Regions from separate parts of the Sus scrofa genome. Here region 1 is linked to region 2. Evidence: chromatin contacts called from public Hi-C data. All regions are on one chromosome and are shown on one strand. Each heading gives the region's core, a stretch centred on a gene start, on an enhancer-like site or on the middle of the called end of the contact. The rest is flanking DNA. Distances are from core to core; before and after follow the strand shown.

Region 1 (6,464 bases), core at 445-2,944, 360 kb after region 2:
ACCCCCATGAGGGGTAGCCTGAAGCCAGTGACAGACTCAGAAGGGGCATGAAGGGTGGCCTCTTGCCTCGAGGCGGGACTGCTCTCTTATCATTATTATTTGCTGTTTTTTGGACACACCCTCAGTACATGGACGTTCCCCGGCCAGGGATCAAACCCACAGCACAGCAGTGACACCCCCAACCTGCCAAGCCACCAGGAGCTCTGGGACTTCCTCTTTGAAGCAGGTGGTTTCAGAGGGCCCTGTGGGATCAGGCTAAGGCTACACCCATCTTTGTGTGCCTTCATCCTGCCTTCCGCACCTGCCCTCTAGAAACCACTGCACCGAAAACTCTGTCTCAGCTCTCACCTGGAGTGAACCTGACCTGAGACAGTCTCTAGCCTGGCCCCTCCTCCCACCCAGTGCCCCGCACCTGAGGTCCCAGATCCGGGCCGTGCAGTCCTCGCCACCAGTGTACATCCAGCGGCCATCCTCATGGAAGCCCACAGACGCGATGTTCTTGTTGACCCCATCGTAGCTGATGATGGGGTTGGGATTATTGGAGTTGAGATCATACATGCGAATGTGCTGGTAACCTGGGGGCACAGTTCAAGCTCAAGTCTGGCTGGGCCTAGATGGACCTATGGGAAATCAGGGCCCGGAGTGGAGGAGAAGGTACCTGCAGCAGCAATCATGCTACGGTCGGGTGTGATCTCCAGTGCGTTCACCTGCTGGGCCTGTTAAGGACAAGGAACAGGGCCCCAGGGCCAGGGGCCCCCAATGCTTCCGGCATCCAGCTCGGCTATCCCATCCTTCCCACTGGAGGCCTTTGCTCAGGCTGTTACCCCACCAGGCATCCTGCCCAGCACCATCCCACAGCCCCAGGGGAGGATACGGAGTCCTGGTGCTGTACGGTTCGGGTACAGATCCCGCTGTGGGCCTGCCAGAACCGCACTGTGTGGTCATAGCCTGCAGTGGCCAAGATGACAGGGTCACTGCCCACCGTGCCTGGAGACGTGTTCATGGTGTGGCTGCTTGAAAGACTCGGACCTACACAGGGCCCTAGGTCTGACCGGCAGGGGTCAAAGATCAGAGCATCTGGAGAAGAAAGAGTTCAGTATTTAGAGAATACCCTCTATGTCCTTAATAGGTGACAACAGATCACTGAGTGCTGGAAAATAAAATCATTCCCATTTTAAGTATGGGGAAACCGAGGCTCAGAGAGATTCAGGGACACGCGTGACAACCATCCGGGGACAGCTCCGTGCTCCAAGGCGCGCGCTCCGTTCCCGGTCCCACGAACGCGGACGGAACGCCACCCCACCCGCGACCGGCAGGGGGCAGTCACGTCCGGGGCGCCGCTCTGCCGCAGGGGCGGGCCGCGCGTGCGCAGCAGGGCCCCGGACGGGCCGGAGGGGAAAAAGCCGGAACGCTGCGGCCGCGCATGCGTAGCAAGGCCGGCGGCTGACCCTGATGGAAGGGGGCGCTACCTGCCTGGACCCGCGAGCCCCCGGTGCTCCGCCGACCGTCTTGACTCCGTCCCGCTAAGGCAGCTTCCCCCGGGCGCACTCTCCCGGCCACTGGAAGCCGCCTTCGAGCTCTCGTTCCGCGGCCTCCGTACCTTACACGCGGCTCTGCGCTCCGCCGAGGTCCAGGACGGTGAGCGGAGCCGGAACGAGTCGATAGAGGCGTAGGCCGAGTGTAGAGCTATCGATGAGCCATTACGGCGACACCAAGGGACCTACGGGGTGGGGGCGGGGGGACGAGACCGAAGTTCTGGGGCACGGGGTCCCTGCTGTCTGGGAAGAACCTGTACAGGCCTCTGTGCTCCCAGGCGGCGCGGCGGGACGAAAGCAGCGACCCCAGCCTCCTGCCCCTCCGGCACCCCACCCTTCTCAAACCCTTTCTCCAGGTCCGTGTCGCGCCACCCCCTCCCTCCCACGCATCCCCTGCTCCCCACGCGGGGTTGGGGTTCCCAGGTAATTTGTGGGACACCCTGTTGCATTTGAATTCAGATAAGCAACACATTTTGTGTATTTTTAAAGTACTAATATATCCCAAATATTGTATGAGTTAGACTAGTAAGTTCCTCGTTGTCTAGGTGAAATTCTCATGGAACGAGATGTCCTGTGGTTTTATTTGCTAGATCAGGCCACCCTGGTCTGGTCCCTTTCAGACCTGTCCAGCCCCTCACTAATCCTAGTGCCCTCTCCAAAACGGGGGTCCCTCAAGCCTCCTTTTCCATCCAGGCCTCCCAGGCTCTACCCACGTGGTTTCACCCTCTTTCACAGGAAAATAGAATCCTTGAGACAGGCTCTCCCACACTTTCTTCCTCCCAGGCGCCCACATGCAGCTGCACCCCTCCCTTCCTCTGGCCCCTTGACCAAGCCAGTGTCCCTGCCCAAGCATCCAGGCCCTGGGTCACAGGAACCTTCCTTCCTGTACCTTCACCCCCTCCCGTCTTTGCTTCCCCTCAGCCTTTCAACAGCACAAGACAACCCAAAACACTCCTTCCAGCCTGGACTCTTTCCAAAAGCCATCCTTCCTTCACACTCCTTGGAGTTCTCTGGTGGCCTAACGGTTAAGGATCTGGCATCATTACTGCTGTAGTGCAGGGTTCCATTCCTGGCCCGAGAACTTTCACAGACCACAGGTGCAGGCGAACACCACCACCACCAAAGAGCTGTCATGGAGTTCCCGTCCTGGCTCAGCGGTTAGCGAACCTGAGTAGCATCCATGAAGACAAGGGTTCGATCCCTGGCCTTGCTCAGTGGGTTAAGGATCCAGCATTGCCGTGAGCTGTGGTGTAGGTCGAAGATGCAGCTCAGATCCTGTCTTGCTGTGGCTCTGGCATAGGCTGGTGGCTACAGTTCCGATTGGACCCCTACCCTGGGAACCTCCCTATGCCACAAGTGTGCCCCTAAAGGACAAAAAGACCCCAAAATTTAAAAAAAAAAAACACATTAAAAAAAAAAAAAAGAGCTGTCCTGACTTCACATTCCGTGACCCGCTGTCATGTCTCTTACTCCCAGCTCACCAATGAAAATTTCACAAGGTCCCTGGCCATCTCACACTGCTAGACCCAATAGATACTTTTCCTTCTGCACCTCATCACGTCTGTCTGCATAGTGGCTGACAGCACTGCTCCTGAAAAGCTCCCGTTATCATCTCCTGGCTCTTACCCAGCCCTCAGTCTCTTCCTCTGCCTTCCCCTAAAGGCTGGTAGCCTCCAGGGTTCCTGTCTCCACACTGGCCCTCGGGGTTCTTGGCCGCTCTCTGGGGCTTTCAGCAGCATCCCCCCTCCGGGGCCTCTCCACCTGTCTCCAGCTCACATCCAGCTCCCGCCTTAGTGTTGTCTGTCACAACCCCCACGGACACCTCCACTGCCCATGGCCAAGACCATCCGTGAGGGACCTACCCCGCAGGCTTCCCCTTCAGTATGCGGTGCCTGTGTGATAGTGCGGGGAGACCACTTGGCCACCATCCTTCTCCCAGGACAGCCTCCCCATGTCCACTCCTGCCCCCTCTAGGCTGGCCTTCACATTACAGAGTGATCTTCCAAAATTCTAAGTCTGACGCAGCAGAAAAGAATCCGAGGACGACGAGGAACCATGAGGTTGCGGGTTCGATCCCAGGCCTCGCTCAGTGGGTTAAGGATCCAGCATTGCTGTGAGCTGTGGTGTAGGCCGCAGACAAGTCTTGGATCCCACGTGGCTGTGGCTGTGGTGTAGGCCGGCAGCTGCAGCTCCAGTTCGACCCCTAGCCTGGGATCCTCCACGTGCCATGGGTATGACCCTAAAAAGCAAAAAAATAAAAGTGATAATAAAAAATAAACTAAAATTCTAAGTCTGGCCCTTGTTAGAAGCCTGCAGGGGTCCCCTCCAGCATCCCGGGCTCAGCCCCTGCCACCCCTCCTGCTGTCCCCTTCTCGCCGATCCACAAGCCACGAGGGAACAACAGTCGAACAACAGTCGTAGAATTCTCCACCCCCCTCTCTCTGAACACTTGCCCACACCCGGGGTGCTCTACCCCCCACCCCTTCACCTGCTCAACTCCCACTCCTAGTCTCCTCAGCAGCTCTTATAGCACTTTTAGGGCTCATTCTGTGTGGGGCAGTATGTTGGGTGTTTTGGTTTGGTTTTGCTTTTTAGGGCCGAACCTGCAGCATATGGACATTCCCTGGCTAAGGCTCAAGTTGCAGCTGCAGCTGCTGGCCTACACCACAGCCACAGCAAGGCCAGATCTGAGCCGCGTCTGCGGCCTACACCACAGCTCATGGCAACACCAGATCCCTAACCCACTGTGCAAGGTCAGGGATCAAATCTGCATCCTCATGGATCCTAGTCGGGCTCATTACCACTGAGCCACAATGGGAACTTCCTGGGTGTTTTTTGGTTTTGTTTTTTGCTTTTTAGGGCCACTCCTGCAGTGTATGGAGGTTCCCAGGGAATGGGGTCAAGTCAGAGCTACAGCCGCCAGCCTATACCACAGCCACAGCAATGCCAGATCCAAGCCATGTCTGCGACCTACACCACAGCTCATGGCAACACTGGGTCCTTAACCCACTGAGCCAGGCCTGGGATCGAACCTGCGCCCTCGTGGATACTAGTCAGATTCGTTTCCGCTGCACCAGGAAGAGAACTCCAGTGTTTTGTTCTGAGGTGAAATTCACATAATCTGAAAATAACTTTTTTTATTTTGTTTTCATTTAATTTTATTTTATTTCCTTATTGGCTGGAACATGGCATGCAGAAGTTCTGGGCCTGGGATAGAATCCAAGCCACAGCGATGACAACGCTGAATCCTTAACTGCTAGGCCACCAGGGAACTCTGAAAGTAACCTCTTTTAAATGAACAAATTCAGTGGCACTTGGTACATTCACGGTGTTGTGCAGCCGCCACCGCCATATAAATCCAGAATATTTCCATCGTCCCAGAAGACCCCCACCCCACCCCCACCCCCACATTCCGCCTCCCCTCAGCCCCTGGACACCAGAAGTCTTTTTGTCTCCATAGGACATTTCATATAAATGAAATCATACAATATGTGGCCTTTTCAGGAGTTCCCTTCGTGGCACAGTGGTTAACGAATCCGACGAGGAACTATGAGGTTGCAGGTTCGATCCCTGACCTCGCTCAGTGGGTTAAGGATCCGGCGTTGCCATGAGCTGTGGTGTAGGCTGGTGGCTACGGCTCTGATTGGACCCCTAGCCTGGGAACCTCCATATGCCATGGGAGCAGCCCTAGAAAAAGGTAAAAAAAGACAAACATAGGAGTTTCCGTCATGGCTTGGTGGTTAACAAATCTGACTAGGAGCCATGAGGTTACAGGTTTAATCCCTGGCCTCGCTCAGTGGGTTAAGGATCCGGCGTTGCCGTGAGCTGCAGTGTAGGTCGAAGACGTGGCTCGGATCCCACGTGGCTGTGGCTGTGGCTGTGGCTGTGGTGTAGGCTGGCAGCTGTAGCTCTGATTAGACCCCTAGCCTGGGAACCTCCATATGCTGTGGGTGCGGCCCTGGAAAAGACAAAAAAAAAAAAAAAAAAAGACAAATATATATATATGTGGCCTTTTGTGTCTGGCTTCTTTCTCTGGGCACCATGTTTTCAAGGTTCAAGGTTCATCCAGGTTGTAGCAGAGGTCAGTCCTTTTTTTTTTTCTTTTTTTGCTTTTTAGGGCAACACCCACAGCATATGGTAGTTCCCAGGCTCAGGGCCGAATCAGAGCTGCCCCTGCCGGCTTGCACCACAGCCACAGCAACACCAGATCCCCGACCCACTGAGCGAGGCCAGGACTCAAACCAGCATCCTCAGGGATACTGGTCGGGCTCATTACCATTGAGCCCCAACAGGAACTCCCACATTTGAGTTTTTGAGGAACCACCAAACTGTGTGAGTGTTTTCCCCACCTTCTGCGTGGGGTCCTTAATGGCTCTGCCAAGGAGGAACCGCCCCCATTCTGGTGCTGAGAGAACTGAGGCTCAGAGATGAAGAGTCACGCATCCAAGGACACTTGACGCGGCAGAAGCCGGCCTGCTGGGCTCAACCCTCCCCCGAGCTCAAACTCTGGCTGAGGTGGCTGCTTCCCAGGCAACCCCCACACCTCATCCTCATTCTTTCTCTGTCCAGGGCGGCTCCCCCAGGTGCAGAGGCAGCTCTGGGGCATGGCAGGTTGGGAGAGGAAGAGCCCTGGGTGCCCTGGCACCTGCAGGCTGGCCAGAGCAGTACAAACCCTGAAAGCCTGAGAGCAGGAGAGAGAAGTGGGGCCGAAGGAGGGCTGGGAGGTTGACCAGATGTCTGCCGGGTCCCACCTGTGATCCATGGGACAGGCCCTTTTGGGGGGGCCTCTGGGTCTCATGCCTAGAGACCAGGCCAGGCTCCACACCAAGCCTGAGCAGCCCCAGCCTCTCTGCTTGGCAGGAAGGGGAGACAGGACCCATGGTTGTGGATTCCTTCTCATGTACCAGCATCGGCTGAGCATTTTACAGA
Region 2 (5,965 bases), core at 2,396-4,895:
GGGCCTTCCTACCAGGGCCTTGTGAAGAGGGGAAGGCAGCACCCACTGAGCCGGCACTACCCGCGCGGGTCCGAACAGGTGGTGACGGCCGAGAACCCAAGTGCAGGAGGAAAGGCGCCCACGTGCTGGGACCCCACCCCGGCCTCAGCCAGGACGCAGCCGACCGGCCTGACTTAGCCCCACAGAACATAAGCTGCCATTTCACTCTAAGTAATCCCCCACTTCTCCTGCCGAGCGGCTTAAAAGATAGTCCCCCGCCCCTTTCACTCTCACTAATCCTGAAACACGAGCCGACACCAAGCCGAGCAGACGCCAAGCACATGGGGCGAGCAGCGCAGAGGGCTGCAGGGGACAGGGATGGGACAGAAGCACCTTGATGGCCCCGCTGCTCAGAGACCCGCCTGGGGCCACAGCCTCTGGCCCCTGAATTCAGGACAACCGCCTGTCAAGAGGGTAAAAGCTCCTGGAAACGCAGCTTTCTCCAGGCCTGGCCGAGCCCCGGAGACCGCAGCCCCCGCCCCCTTTAACCTGAGGGGTTTCCAGCCCCCAAGCAGTAGTATTTCCTGTTTGCCCTTAATGTCCAAAGCCTCTCCACACTGAAGCAGGCACGGATTCAGCTCTGAACACACGCTGCCCTGTCTTCAGCAACGCCCGGGGCCAGGCGCTGCAGATACAAAGAGACAGACGTGGCCCAGGTGTTTACCGAGCACTTCCGGGAAGCAGCCCGACACCTGGCTTGCCCCCCCCGGGGGGGGGTGCTGGGAGAGAGGAGCAACCCAGGATGGCCGAGGAACAGATGCCAAAGTGAATAATGCAGACGCAGCCCTGCCGGGGGAAGCACCCGGGAAGAAGTGAGAATTCACACTCTTCACACTCGGACTAGCCCTAACGAGGGGGTCAGGGCAGCAACGGGCCCAGAGTCAGGACTTGAGACGAGAGGGCAAGGGTCGAGAGGCTTGGGGCTTGGCGGCCAGTGGGTCCCAGGTGCAGCCCAGCTCTGCACCTCCGCCCCCAGCAACCTGTCTGCGGGCTCTTCAAGGAAGCGCTCCTTCAGATAAATGTCCTGGGACCACCTCTCCTACACGGCTGCACGGCTGAGCTCCCCAGCAGACATTCTGCCCGGCAAGAGCAAGCTGCAGCCACACTCCCAGGGAACTCCCAACCCGGCAGGTTGCCGAGAGACTCCAGGGCTTCCGTTTCTTGGAACTCCTCCCCCTCAGATCCAACCCAACCCCTCACCCAAGCACTCGGCTGCAAGCCCAGGTGCTCAACCCTGAGTCAAAGGCCCAGCAGAAAATCTTCCACCAGGCCCTCCAGCCCCAGCATACCTGCCAGGTATGCGTTCATTAACCTTAACTACGAGGTCAGGGCCTGGACATTTTCCTCCGTGAATCAACATCCTGTTTCTCTTCCAGTCGCTTAATTACTAGTGTCCCACCCGTCCAAACACCCCTTCCCCTCCTCCACCCTCGTCCAGATTCCTCACTCAGGGTTTAATTATCGACAAGTGAATCTCTGGGACATTCTCTCATCAGAAACGAAGGGGGTAAAACCTAAGAAGGGGTCCCTTACACATTCGCTCATGGGTTGATGACCATGACTAATGGGAATTAGCCTTACGCCTTCCGGAAAATGCGCATCTGTGGCTAAAGCTAAAAACTTATCTTCCAGCAACTATTCTGAGACAGATGCTGTATCTGCTGCACTACCTTCACATTGTGAAGTGTGATTTCATAATGTGTAAATCAAATGTAGTTAAGTGGATGATGATGAAAGGGAGCAACTATAATATCGATATATTCTGAGATTAACTAATTACTTGCCCCAAAGGACTCCTATACAGTACATGATAATTGTTTTTAAATAGTCTCGAGACAGTAAAATAAAGAGATGAATTGCCTGAACTGTGCAAACTCTGAATCCGTCTAGTGCATTGACAGCCAGTGCCTCAAAACAACCCCGTGAACAAGAGCAATGTAAAATCGGACTCCATATGCACAACTGGAAAACGCTCAAGTAGAAATGCAAGGGAATGACCACTAAGACCCACTGTTTAAAAAGAAAAACAGAACAGTAAAACATACAGCCACGCTATAAAAGGAAAATCACAGCTAACAAAAGCCTGTTTCTATCCTGGAGATGCCTGTCATTTTCTGGGAGGCCAGTTCTCCGAGAGCGGAGCTTGGTCAAACGATCAGTGGACACAGCTGAGGCTTGGGGGAGGTGCGGGTGGGCGGCAGGAGCGCTGGCATCTCAACCCTAGTTCTACCCAGGACTGGTGGTTCTGTGGTCACTCGAGGTCTCATTTCCCGATCCTAAGGTCAGGCCACTCTGAGGATGATCTCGGTCGGGCTTCTGGATCTGGACAAGGGATCACACTCTTTCTGGGAAGCCTATGCCTGGCAAATGCTGGGCTGGCAAGGCACAAGGCCAAGGGCAATTACGTAGGCCCAAGCCAAAGGCAGGAAAGTTAGGATAAGGCCTGTGAACCGCCTAGGATACGTACAGGGAATAACTCTTCTTCCAGCACAGCCTTTTTTTGAGTTTCGATGCCATACAGCTGCCGAGACAATTCTTTAAGTAATAATCGAAACAGCTTCTATTATCACCTGCACAACAGTCTGATGAAACACAAGCAGCAAACCAACCTAGAAACTCCTATCCTTTTGAGAGAGCAGCAGGAAAACTAGGTTAATGAGAAAGTAGATTGAAAAAGATTTCCTATCTGGCCCTTCCTTGACACCCCTGAGCCACGCCTCAATATGAGCCACATTCCCTTCGAAAATCACTCTATGGACGGCACTTTTTGAGACTGTTGTGTGGGTGCGTGTTGTGGCTGAAAACGATGGAGCGCCAACTCCCTAAATGCAAGTCACTGAGAAAGGCAGGCCACTAGTATCAAACCCCACGCTAACGTTAAGTAAAACGTCTGGAATGTGAGAAAATGAGGGGAACATGGGGATTCGGGATTCCAGAGCCAGTCAGTACACCGGGACGGAGAAGAGAAGGTGCTCCCGGCGGGGGCAAAAGAACCTAGGAGAGAAAAGAAAGTAGATCCCAGCAGAGTCCGGGGTCTGGGAAACCTCCTCCGCGGAAGAGCAGAGGAGGGCGAGACAGACACCCCGAGGGGGAGTGGCTGGGGCTCTCGGAGGGCGGTGGGAGCCAGGGCGCCATCCTGTTCATCCTCGGCCCAGGACAGGGAGTCGGGGGCTCCGGTCGGGCTGGTGAGCAGGGGGCAGCGAGACCCGGAGCCGGGGCGGTTCTCTCAGAGTGGGTCAGGGGGTGTGTGTGGGGCCGCCGACGGGGGCGGCCCGAATCCTCCTGGCTGGCCCGCGCGGCCCTCACCTTGTCCGAGTCCAGGTCGGGGTCGGCCTGGCACAAACGGTACAGGAAGGATTTCGGATCCCGGCACAGCGTCTGCCGAGTGGTGAGGAAGTAGGTGCCGCCGACGTTGAGCCGGACCCATTTGGACACGTTGCCGGGGCGCTGGGCCAAGGTGCCGAGCCCCGCGCTGCAGCGGCGGCACAGGCTGCCCCCCAGCCCCGCCCCGAGGCCGCCCGGGGCCGGCGGCAGCAGCTCGCAGTGACTCTCCGCCATGATCCCAGCAAGCCCGGCCACAGCTCCCCTCTGCCGGAAGCGTCCGGCCTTTAATACAGTCCTCCGGGCTCTGTCCCGCCCACGGGTCCGCCCTCGTAAGGCGCCCACCCCGGCGTCACGCGGGAGGCGGAAGTTCCGGTCCGGAAAAGCGGCCGGCCGTGCCCCCTTCCGGCCAAGTCCGGCGCGGCGTGGTCCGGCATCGCCCTTGTGGGCAGGCGGCGGTGGAGCCCGGCGTCGCGCTTGAGAGGGGCTGGCCGGTCTTCGCCGGGCGCGCGCTGTGCCCGAACACCCTGTTCCTGGCCCCGAATTCAGGTCGCCCTGCGACGCCCGACCCGCGCCCCGGCCAAAGAAAGCTACATCAGTGAGCGTCTACATTCTACATGCTTTTTTATTACAAGGCTACCGAGCATACGTGGAAAATTCATCATCCGGTAACTACACCTAAAGCACAAATATTTGAAAAAAAAGAATAAACAGATTCATTAAATTATGATATGATTAAATCATCGACCAAATAGAAAATTTATATAATAAAGCCAGAAAAAAAGTTGTAAAATATAGTTTACAATAATTATTCACATTCAAGGCTGTACATCAATACATACAACAACGTGGCCCGAACATGAATTCAACCCAAATAATTCATATATTAGATTTTAAATAACACAGACTGAACTAGAGGCCAACAATAGCCAGCAAATAACCTTATATAAGAATAAAAATACAAAAGTGTATATCCTAATATCATTGCATTATTTGTTTCCGTAAGTTTTTTTTTTTTTTAATATTTGCTTTGCCTGTACATCACAGTTACAGCTACAGACCAGGTAGAGAATATTACACATGTTCTGACTGCCACCAACCTGAAAGACAGCTAGCATACTACTGATTCATCCTATTTTGTGTTGTTAATAGCTACAGCAGCTCTAAATATTGCGAAACTTTGATTTTGTCAGTGTCCAATCAAACGTAGGATCATGGCAGAGGCTTTTCACCAGCAAAATGGCCCCTACTTATAGTCAGGCAGCCAGAAGGGTTAGACGAGGGTGGACCCCACAGCTAAAAAAGGTGCGCCTTTTGTAAAAAGTTCTCTGTACATAAAGTTTGGTCGTTCTTCATACTGAAGAAATGAGTTCTGGGTAAATTCTGGTACACATGAGGCCTGTTTAGTTGCCCACCATGGCTGTCTGAACTACAGGTAAAACTGCCCTTTGCCGGAAGAGCTTCCTCCCCAGACCAGTTCTCCACAGGCAGCCTAATTTACAACCCTGCACTCTTGGGCCAGCAGCCTGCACCCTCAGAGGCTCTGGGAGTGACACCTGCCCTGATTTAAGGCACTTGCCATGGAGTCTGCCTAAGGGGCAAGGGCCACACCCACCTGAGTCACCATCAGTTCATGTTAAGTTTGGATATGAAAAGAAACAGTATGGCAAACCGCATATATACAGCACTATCTCCAAGAATAGTACCTGCACACACTCTCCATGCTCTCCCAGTGGCTGCTGCCTCTGCCTCAGTCTGTGGACTGTCCCCGGGAGAAGGGAATTTGGGGTGTCAGAGGAAGGTAGGAGACCTAATTCCACACAATCCAGCCGGCGTCTCTGGCATAGTCAAGTGGCACTAAGCGTGGCACCTCGAAAAATCTCATGCATGTTTCCCCTCAGAATTGACAGACCCCAAACTAAACAGGAGAAAGGAAGAAAACCCAATTTGGGGGGTCTGGACTTTAAAGACAACTAGACGACCTGCAACACTGGGGCCGGGGCCGGGGGCGGGGGGACAGGGGAGGAAAACCCTTAAGTCCTTCTCAGCCGGGTCCATCATGTTCTACCATGAAGAGGCCTGGCCAGGGTGCTCTGCTGAGCCGCTGGGCCTTGGACGCTCCGAGTCCTACGATGGGAAGAACAAGGGGGCAAACACTCTTCTGTAAAATCCAATTGTCTACATGGTTTCTTCTTCAAGTAGAGCCTTTGCTCTTTGATTCCAAATGGCCTGATGTACTGAGTCTATAAGCTTAATTACAAATCATCCACTAAGTATGTGGCAAGGTCAGTTCAACACTTTTTATCTCTGCTGACTGTGCAGATGCAAATTCAGTACCATTGTGGACACAAAGTACAAGATTCTGTAAATATCACCAAGCACTTGAAAGCTGTAGAAGCAGGGATGGGAAGTTAACATGCAAGCAAAACCAGGTTCTTTCAATGAAAATAAGGAATTGGCTTTTGGAAAAACATGTCACTAATGGCCAGCGGTAATGACATTACTTTAGCATTAAAAAAAAAAAAAAAAGCAGTCTTATTCAAACATTTTTGGGAACACACGGCTTGCCAGAAATTGATTTGTTCAGTATCTACAGGACACAACT

What was found. A called contact is a pair of places that touch in the nucleus more often than the background predicts.
Region 1: a Hi-C map of liver shows a contact between it and region 2, with 5 times the contacts expected there. The contact joins the promoter of MLST8 here to the promoter of KCTD5 in region 2. A contact is called at or near these places in 1 of 5 promoter capture datasets (fetal skeletal muscle), 1 of 47 Hi-C or Micro-C datasets (liver) and 1 of 2 datasets of contacts at active chromatin or transcription factors (alveolar macrophages).

What each region holds. Positions count from the first base shown.
Region 1 is chr3:39,784,512-39,790,975 of Sscrofa11.1, forward strand. It overlaps MLST8 (target of rapamycin complex subunit LST8), which reads right to left and starts at 1,695. Exons shown (of 9, transcript XM_013987830.2): 1 at 1,474-1,695; 2 at 875-1,077; 3 at 659-710; 4 at 413-575. The coding sequence starts at 1,003.
Region 2 is chr3:39,425,963-39,431,927 of Sscrofa11.1, forward strand. It overlaps KCTD5 (BTB/POZ domain-containing protein KCTD5), which reads right to left and starts at 3,646. Exons shown (of 6, transcript XM_013987853.2): 1 at 3,346-3,646. The coding sequence starts at 3,597. It overlaps PDPK1 (3-phosphoinositide-dependent protein kinase 1), which reads right to left. Exons shown (of 14, transcript XM_021086751.1): 14 at 3,966-5,965.